Regions from separate parts of the Rattus norvegicus genome. Here regions 2 and 3 are each linked to region 1. A link is a contact called in public Hi-C data. All regions are on one chromosome and are shown on one strand. The core of a region is the stretch at or near the end of the contact, and the rest is flanking DNA. Distances in the headings are between cores, read along the strand shown.

Evidence for each region. A called contact is a pair of places that touch in the nucleus more often than the background predicts.
Region 2: a contact with region 1 is called in a Hi-C map of the A7r5 cell line, with 6 times the contacts expected there. The contact joins the enhancer-like site here to the promoter of Peak1 in region 1. A contact is called at or near these places in 7 of 12 Hi-C or Micro-C datasets (the A7r5 cell line, the Rat2 cell line, Schwann cells and 3 more) and 1 of 1 datasets of contacts at active chromatin or transcription factors (oligodendrocytes).
Region 3: a contact with region 1 is called in a Hi-C map of Schwann cells, with 9 times the contacts expected there. The contact joins the enhancer-like site here to the promoter of Peak1 in region 1. A contact is called at or near these places in 4 of 12 Hi-C or Micro-C datasets (Schwann cells, frontal cortex, liver and 1 more) and 1 of 1 datasets of contacts at active chromatin or transcription factors (oligodendrocytes).

Annotation. Positions count from the first base shown.
Region 1 is chr8:65,713,704-65,716,545 of GRCr8, forward strand. It overlaps Peak1 (pseudopodium-enriched atypical kinase 1), which reads right to left and starts at 1,408. Exons shown (of 7, transcript NM_001108149.1): 1 at 1,278-1,408. It overlaps Hmg20a (high mobility group 20A), which reads left to right and starts at 1,985. Exons shown (of 10, transcript NM_001108150.1): 1 at 1,985-2,255.
Region 2 is chr8:65,511,547-65,514,388 of GRCr8, forward strand. The region is part of intron 6 of Peak1 (pseudopodium-enriched atypical kinase 1); the gene reads right to left. Among named protein-coding and RNA genes, the nearest start is that of Tspan3, 47 kb to the left of the region's middle. Within about 2 kb of position 1,490, at least 7 of the 93 cell types and tissues checked have an H3K27ac peak or open chromatin away from gene starts, as enhancers often do. A contact at or near this core is called in the A7r5 cell line, where this site is marked.
Region 3 is chr8:65,561,674-65,564,515 of GRCr8, forward strand. The region is part of intron 3 of Peak1 (pseudopodium-enriched atypical kinase 1); the gene reads right to left. Among named protein-coding and RNA genes, the nearest start is that of Tspan3, 97 kb to the left of the region's middle. Within about 2 kb of position 1,433, at least 12 of the 93 cell types and tissues checked have an H3K27ac peak or open chromatin away from gene starts, as enhancers often do.

The DNA of each region.
Region 1 (2,842 bases), core at 158-2,657:
GATAATTCAAGTTTGGGCTTCCTGGGTTTTGGGTTGTTTTTTTTTCCCCTACTTTGCAGAGAGCAATATGTGTTCTCTTGACTACATACTTAATTTGCTAAGGTAGGTAAAGGGAGAAAGAACACTGTGGCTGAAAAAAAAAAAAAGGAAGAAAGAAAAAAAATCAAATCAACAGGCCGCCAAACAGAATACTCAAAGCAAGCAATTCCAATTCAGGTGAAAAAGCTGCTCATGTACATCATCCAATGACCTAAAAATAGCCTTTTATGTAAGTCACCAAGTATTTAATTGAGAGTGTACTCTTACCACATTCAACAGAGGCAAGAAAAATGTACTGGGTTTTCTATAGTAAGGCCAACGAAGATGAAATCATAGTTTTCCTCTAACTCATCTCTATCCTTCAACGTCAGCCACCCAATAACTCCATTCCACAGCTCTGATTCCTAAATTTGGGTCCTTAAAAATCGGGATCTGGGGGAGGGGGACGGGAAGGCGGACTATTCTTTGATATTGCTCACAGTAGTCATTAATGTAGTCCAAGAACAAAATCAAGCTCTCCAACGGATGGAGCATAAGATGGGGGGGGGGGGGGTTGTACCCAGTTCAGATGGCAAGTCCTCTTCGAAGGAAGAAAGGAAATTCGCAAGACACCATAAGTCAAAGGGCAAAGGGAAAAAAAGAAAAAAAGAAAAATGACTAAACCAGCCTCTCAAAATCCCAAACCCCTAAGCAACCTAGGAAGCCTGCGCGCATTAGGGGCTCACTAGCCAGAGCGTGAAGTGAGCAGGCACAGAGCCACCGGTTCCGTCCCGACTGCCGCTGCAAGGCTGAGCCGGATCCTCCCAGGTCTGGGAGTGAGGCGACTACACAGACTAGCAGAAGAAACCCTTCCTGCCCCAGCCTCCGCGTCCCCAGGCTCCTCTAAGGCTTCACTTTCCTCTGGAGCCTCCCAGCCCAGCCCCGGGAAGTCCCTAGCCGCCAGGTTCCAACTTTCCCTCCTCTGGGGGGCGCCGCGCTACCGGGACCATCGCAATCCAGGGTAACGAGGCCTGGGCCGGCGGGGGGCATGAGAGGGCTCGCGGCGCCCGCGGGGCGCGTGGGTGGCCGGGGCGCTGCAGCCCGCGCCCCGCAAGACGCACCGGCTGCCGAGCCCCTGCGGCGCCACCCAGTCCGGAGTCCCCTAGGTCCGCGTCCTCACCTCTCGGCGACCCTGGCCCCATAAGCCAGCGCGCGTGGGAAAGGGACCTAGGGTACGTGGGCAACCCTGCCCCCGTTACCTGAGGGGAGCACACGCCGTCACGATATTCACCATTGCCGCCTGTCCCGTCCCCTTTCTGGTGACCGCGGACGCCTCCACCGAGCAACTGACACAACTAACTAACTACTCGCGGCCGCGGAGTCCACAGCGCGCTCCCGGCCGCTCCGTCCGCCCAGCCCACCAGTCCGCTTGCTCCTCCCAACCCTGCACGCCGCCCCGTCGCGCGCACTCTTGCCGCTTCACTTCTTGAGAACGCGCGCGCGCGCTCTCACCAAACCTCCGCCGTCTCCGAGCTCTCCTCTCAGCCCCATGGGAGGAGTTGACAAGAGGCCACGCCTCTCTGAGTGCCAATATCCGGAGAACAGGACCTAGAGAAGGTCTGATTGGCTAAGGGGTGGAGCCAAGACTAGAGGGCGGGGCGACCGGGACCTTGAGTCCATGTGACGGGGAATTTGGGTTCAATTAAACGCCAGTGGAAGTGAACAGTGCAGATTTGGGCCTTTTCGGGGCCGAATCACCTTAAGTCTGCCAGTCGTCAACTACAGAATAACTATTCTCTAAGACTCAGTATAAAATAATTACCGATTTAAGTCCCACTATTTTTTGAGCGCCTTAGCAATGAAAATGAAAACTACATTTCCCAAGAACCTTCGCGAAAGTGAGTCTCACCTTGCGTAGTCACGTAGTCCTTCGCCGCATTGGACAAAATAATCCCTTCATTTCTCTGAAAGTATCGGGTATAACATTTCACGTCTCTCCTCATCGGAACAATTCTCAATATTACCACGATAAAAGAAGTTACCTATCTGGAGGTGACTAAATGATTAAGTAAAGAGTAAGAAAAGACATCAAAATAAAGTACTGCGGAGGAATTTCTGTCAAGCTGTGAGACGACGGAGTGAAGAGTGAAGGCGATTGCGAGGGGCTGAGGGAATTGTCCTCTGTGCAAGGGACTTTCATTAGTCCCCAGGCCCCTGCCTGCCCCTACCGTCAGCAGGTTAGTAAGCAAGACGAGCATGGGGGTGGCCACAGTCGAGATGTCCTTCCCCTTTGAAGATCATCCCTCTTTTGCTGCTGCTGTTATTGGTTTGTCTTGGTTTAAGGCCCACTGAATGGGGGCGCCTCACTTCCGGTTGGGGGAAGGGAGACATGCTGTCATGGGGAGGGGGAACTATAACTCACTTCCTGTGTGGGGTAGGATGATGTTTGGGGGGTGTCCAAGCCACTTCCCGTGTTGATGAGAGCCAGAAAAGGTGTTGGTTTGTGCCATTCTCAGAGAGAGTTCCTACAGCCTTGGAAATGTGTTTTCAAGTCACGTGTTCGGTTATTCCCCCAAATTATGATAATCACCAGGCCACGATCAGAATTTATGTATTTTGTTTCTGTGTGTAAATTGAAAATTTTCTCCCCAGCAAGATTATCTTAATGCTTTCTCCAAAGAATTTAAAACACCTTGTTAAAATTCTCTACAAGACTACATACTTTGTTATGTGACTTGTGAATTGCCCACCCTTGCACCTAAGTCAAGTTTGTCCTTAACTGAGTGAAGTATGTAGTCTCTACCTAGACACAGACCAGGAACTC
Region 2 (2,842 bases), core at 240-2,739, 200 kb before region 1:
ACAACCCAAACACGGACTTGAGATTTCCATAATAGGATTTCACATGATAGGTAGCTCATAAATCTTTATTATAGAGCCTGCAATGATGTTAATTTAGGCAGGAAATATTATATTATTCTATGTACTACATAGTAGCCATTTTTCAAATATTAATAACTTGACTCCTTTAGATTAGAAAAATACCTCAAAATGGTCTGACTTCAGATGATAAATTTCTAGTCCAAAAGTTATTTTGGAGAACAAACCACTCTTTACAGAATAAATGGACAAAGTTCTTAATGCCAGTTTTTTTTAAATTCCTTTACCCAATATTTTCTCTACTTGGGATCCAAGTAAACTTTTCAGCTTCTTGGTTTCATTTATCTTTTTTGAACAGAATTTACACTCTTTCCTTATAAGGCCTGAACAGGGGCATCTCAAGAAGCCCTCAGAAGAACGATTCCCACAGGGATCCTGGTCCCATCCCCCACACTCTGAAACAGAAACACAGCAGAATGAGGAAGAGATCACATTCACAACAAGCAAATGTATGGGAAAGATTCTTAAAACGCCACCAATTTTGGCGGATTCTGTGTTTGTCTACATCTTCTCCAACAGAAGAACCGAGGGACTGCACCCCAGAGACACTAGAGGGAGCTACAATATCAGCATCCAGGCTGCACGCAGCACAATGCAGCAGAACAAAATCCAGCTGCTGAAGGGGTAGCTCATGTGGCAAAAATATATCATGGTCGGTCTGTCCATCTGTCTATCTGTCTCTCTGTCTGTCCATCTGTCCAGTCTCTGATTCATCAGAGTTAGTGACACTGAGTTCACTCAGTAAGGGAGCACGTGATGAAAAGAGCAGAAGCAGGCCAGGAGTCCTCCCCGGGTGCAGGGGGTTCATGCTCACCAGCTCACAGCATGGCCTGCTTGAGCCCTACTCTCCAGAGTGGTTAGGGGACCATCACAAAGGGCAGCTGGCTGGTCTCTATACGACCCCTGATCCCAGCATGAATAATGTACAGGTGCTTGAAAACTAGGGGCTTGAAGAGAAAATGGGGACGTATTTGAGCTGACAAAATTCATGGGGAGGGAGGAACAGTATCTTGTCACTATCAACCAAGCAGGCCAGCAAGACTGATGCTTCTTTAGCACTTGCTACCACAGCATCCTGAAGCAATCTGACAAGATTTCCAAATACAGGATGGGGACACGTTAACCACTGACAAGTTATCTGTTGGGAACTGGAAAAACCAAACCAGACCGAACAAAACCAGAATCAGGATCAAATTATCCTCTCTCAAGACCTTCTTAAACCTGGGGTCAAACACACTATTCGTACACAGCATGGTCTCAGCAGGGCATCGGAACTGGACACATAATCTGAAAAGTTTAATTCCAAACATTCATTTCAGTTCAGGGGCTCATTTTATGTGTTGCTCGTGGCAACTGCTCTGCATACCTTTGAGGCAAATTTGTCATTATAAAGCATTTATGTTTGTAATAAGAATGTCAACCCAGACAGCTAACTTTTATAAAGTAGACTGTGGGGGGCCATGACTGCAAAGCCACAGAATGAGCAGCTGGGAAGGAAAAGACAGCACACGTCTATCAATACCGACCCTTTCAGGACATCCTGTTATCTGTAAAGAAGACCTTCCAGCCTGCTGCCCTTTAGATTTAGGGTGAGAGTCAGAGACACTGTGTGTGTGTGTGTGTGTGTGTGTGTGTGTGTGTGTGTGTGTGTGTGTGTGATGGAGCTGGTCACTTACTACTATCTCTTGATCCTTTGTCTCCAAGGTGGCTTGAACTGCTAGTATTCATAAGCCATTCTGTCCCCTCACATACGCCGCTGACCTCACACCTGCATTTACAACTCAGCTATGTCTCTGAATCTTACACTGTAAACACTGGCTGAATAATTTGTGCTGTCTTATCCTATGAATTCATAATATTCAGTACAACCCAACCTGAGCCCTTTCCACCCTCACATTCTGGCCTTTTCTGCTCCTGGTGAATGGCTCCATTATCTGGCTTAGTCTCCCGTTTTCTAGCATCAAGTTCACTCTGGATTTCTTTCCCATCTTTACTCCCTGCGTCCAACTGATTTATACTCCTGAGTTTACTCCTCAACATCTTTTGAATTATTCTTTCTTCATCTCTGCTTACCATTACTGCTTTCCTAGACTACCACAAAGGCTTTCCAACGGGACACCTTGCTTCTTCTACGAATTCCCTTAAAAATAACTTTCATAGGGAGCAGAGCCAACTTTAAAACTCTATTACCTACCTATTTAGATACTCTAGCGTCTCTCTTCACAACTGTATTTCCTGCCCCTTCTCCATCTGTTCTTACCATGTAGGTTTGTCTATAGCCAGTCTCTCATTCCTAACGTACCCTTTCTGTCTGAGGCCCCGTTTTCATCCCTTAGGTGTCAAAGGGATTCCTACCTTTGCTTTCAAAGCCTTTCTCGGGTGTTACTTCTGAGAGAACGTGCTAACCACTCTAAACTGCTTTTCTGTACCTGGGTATCTCTCTTACTACACTTAGCTGATTTGTTTTGGTCTACTTTAAGAACAGACACTTGTATCTCAGGGCCTAACAGAGAACAAGGCACACAGAACATGTTCAATTTACCTATACAAAACACCAAGAGAAAGCTACATTGAATCCAGTGTGGTTATATTGTTTATTTGCCCAGAACAGCTAGAGTACACGAACAGCTTTCATGAAACAGATGGAAGTTGGCAAAATGATAGGGAGGGGGCAATACCAGACAGACCTGAGTAATCAATGCTCATGACTGACCTGACCACACGATTCAGGAAAACTGGATCAATGCTAGCTGTCTGCTGAGTC
Region 3 (2,842 bases), core at 183-2,682, 150 kb before region 1:
TTCCTTTAAGGCACTATAGTCTTCCTTTGTGAGTAGTACAGTATGTGTTATTTTCCCCCAGATTACTAAATATGAAGAGTTATTTCCCATTGTGAGTGTGTTAGTTAAGCCAAATGATGGCTGTTGAGTTGATCAGCAGCTATCACATCAACACAACTGTCAAACGAGATTCATCAAGAACACAGCTAACTCACGTCAGCACTAGAAGCTGATCTTAAAGTTGCTGCTCCCGTGGAAGGCCTGTGCACATCTGTGTCTATGCTGCCATAAAACCCAGAGACGAAAGGAGCACACACCTCCAGTAAGCACCAGATGGAGCTGCTGTCTAAGCCACAGAGCCTGGACTTTGAGGCCTTCTCTTTCAAACACTAATTATGTTTGGAGACAAAGATGTTCAGTTAAAGATGCTGTCAAAACTATTTTAACTTACCCCGGGCCCTAGAGAAAGAAGCTATATCAATGCAGGTCCATCCGGAACCCAATCTTCTGGCTTTCCTGCCTTTGCAGAATCCCTTAATGGCAACTGATGGTACCTGTAGCTTTCCCTCTCAATGACGGCACTGTCCAAGCAGGAAACTTGAGGCACTGAAGTTACGTTTGAGACATTAAAGAAAATCTGTCTCCTGAAGCGTGTGCATGTGGAGACAGAGCAGTCTGCGCTGATGGGCTCTGCTTATTTGCCAGAACAGGGTCTGACAAGGAGTATCAAAATGCAATGTTTGGCTTAAAAATAAAAGCTCATTTGCTTATATATTCTTTATAATCTTTTTATTTAAAATTTTTCCTAATTTTGATCATGTTTTCCTTTTCCCCAAATCCACCCCAGTCCCTACCTATCCAATCTGATATTCTCTCCCCTGCCCCCACTTTCCAAAACACAAAACAAAAATGAAAATCAAATAAAACACACAAAAAATCAATAAGACAAAACAAAACTTAAATAAAACAAAAAGCACCCCCTTAAAAACGCCAAGTTCCATGGGGTCAGTTTTAAGCTGACTAAGTGTGGTTGATATTCCCCAAAACACTCTGCTGGAGAAAACCGACTTTCCCCTTCCTGGCAAGTATCAACTGCAAAAGCATCTCGGTTAGGGCTGGGACTTGAGTCCACTCCTTGTCATCACTGGGATGACTCAAAGGAAACTGTGTCCAGATGTAACAGGACTGATACACATTTGAACTCACAGAGACTGACAGCATGAGACTAGCACAGGTTCAAACCAAAGAAAATTCCTCATAACCCTAAAGCAAATCCTCCAGGTGAAGTGGTTGATGGGAAAATGTAATGGCTGAAGTTGCCCCCAGAAGCTAGCCAGGACCCCATGATTAAAATTCCATTTCATAATTTCAGAACGAAACCCCTCTGTGCTGGAGATAAAGCTACTTTCCACAGTAGCTGATTTCACCTTGAGTCATGAAAGCTTTTGAGAATCTACTGCTGCCCTTTGCTCTCTGTTGCTCTACAATGGCTATAATTAGTTTGCTTCCCGCCCAACTGTTTCAAGTACATTTGACACAAAACAACAAAATTCACCCTGGATTTCAATCTCGGATTAAACTGAGCTCGCCAAGAGGGACACAGTTCCTGTCCTTAAAGAGGGACTGTGTAGGGGGTCTATTAAACACCATACACAGCACACTCCTTAAAGGTAACCGAAGGGAAAGCCGAAAGTCATAAAGGAGTATGGGAAGAGACTGCTGAGGTCCTCCCCCAATACTTCAACTCCCGAAGGCCATTAGCTCTCTTGATAAAATCTGTCTCATTCCCACAGTGGCAGAGCCAAGAATCCTCACTGCTGTCTACAGGCTTTAAGGACACACTTTGAGGAGGTAGGCCACATGGCATCCCATGGTAGCCAGTCTCTATGATTCCAAAGTAAAATTTATAAAGCAAGGTTTTCATTAGGATTCGTAATGGAACATGTGATCCACTTATCTATATTTAAAAGAGCAAAGGAAAATGTGACATACCCCACAGCATTGTTCCCAACTTTTCCTTTTTCCACAGTGAGAAATGCTGACCTGACATGCCAAACCTTCAGTACATGACTAAAGGGGTGGAGAGGAAGTGAAAGCAAAGCTGCAGGAAGAGGTTTGCAGGAGATAAAAGACAGACTCACGGGGTTGGGGATTTAGCTCAGTGGTAGAGCGCTTGCCTAGCAAGCGCAAGGCCCTGGGTTCGGTCCCCAGCTCCGGAAAGAAAAAAAAAGAAAAAAAAAAGAAAAAAGACAGACTCACTGTGGACCACAGATAGAAACTCTGTGAGGAGGTTCTTCCTCACTGAAGGATGATGATCACGAGGATTATGACAATGATGATGACGATGATGAAGGTGATGATGATGGCAATGAGAACAGTATCACTTTCCTGGCCACCACAAGAATAGGCAAGCTCTTAAATTATGATGTTCTCTTAACTAAAGAACAGACGAAGTAAAACATGTGTAATTTGCATATCTTAAGGTTCTATTACATGACAGAAGAAGCCCATTCACCTTTAGCTGTTCTACAGCATGGCTATGGTAGCCATCCTAGGTAAGAGTGCAGCAATGCAGCTCGGTTTCCAGTCAGCGTGAAAGTCTAACTTGGATACACCAGTCAAATATGATTAATACTACTTGTCTTTGTCAGGGTTTCTTTTCCTGCACAAACATCGTGACCAGGAAGCAGGCTGGGGAGGAAAGGGTTTCTTCAGCTTACACTTCCACATTGCTGTTCATCAGCAAAGCAAGTCAGGACTGGAACTCAAGCAGGGCAGGAAGCAGGAGCTGATGCAGAGGCCATGGAGGGATGCTACTTACTGGCTTGCTTCCCCCCCGGCTTGCTCAGCCTGCTCTCTTATA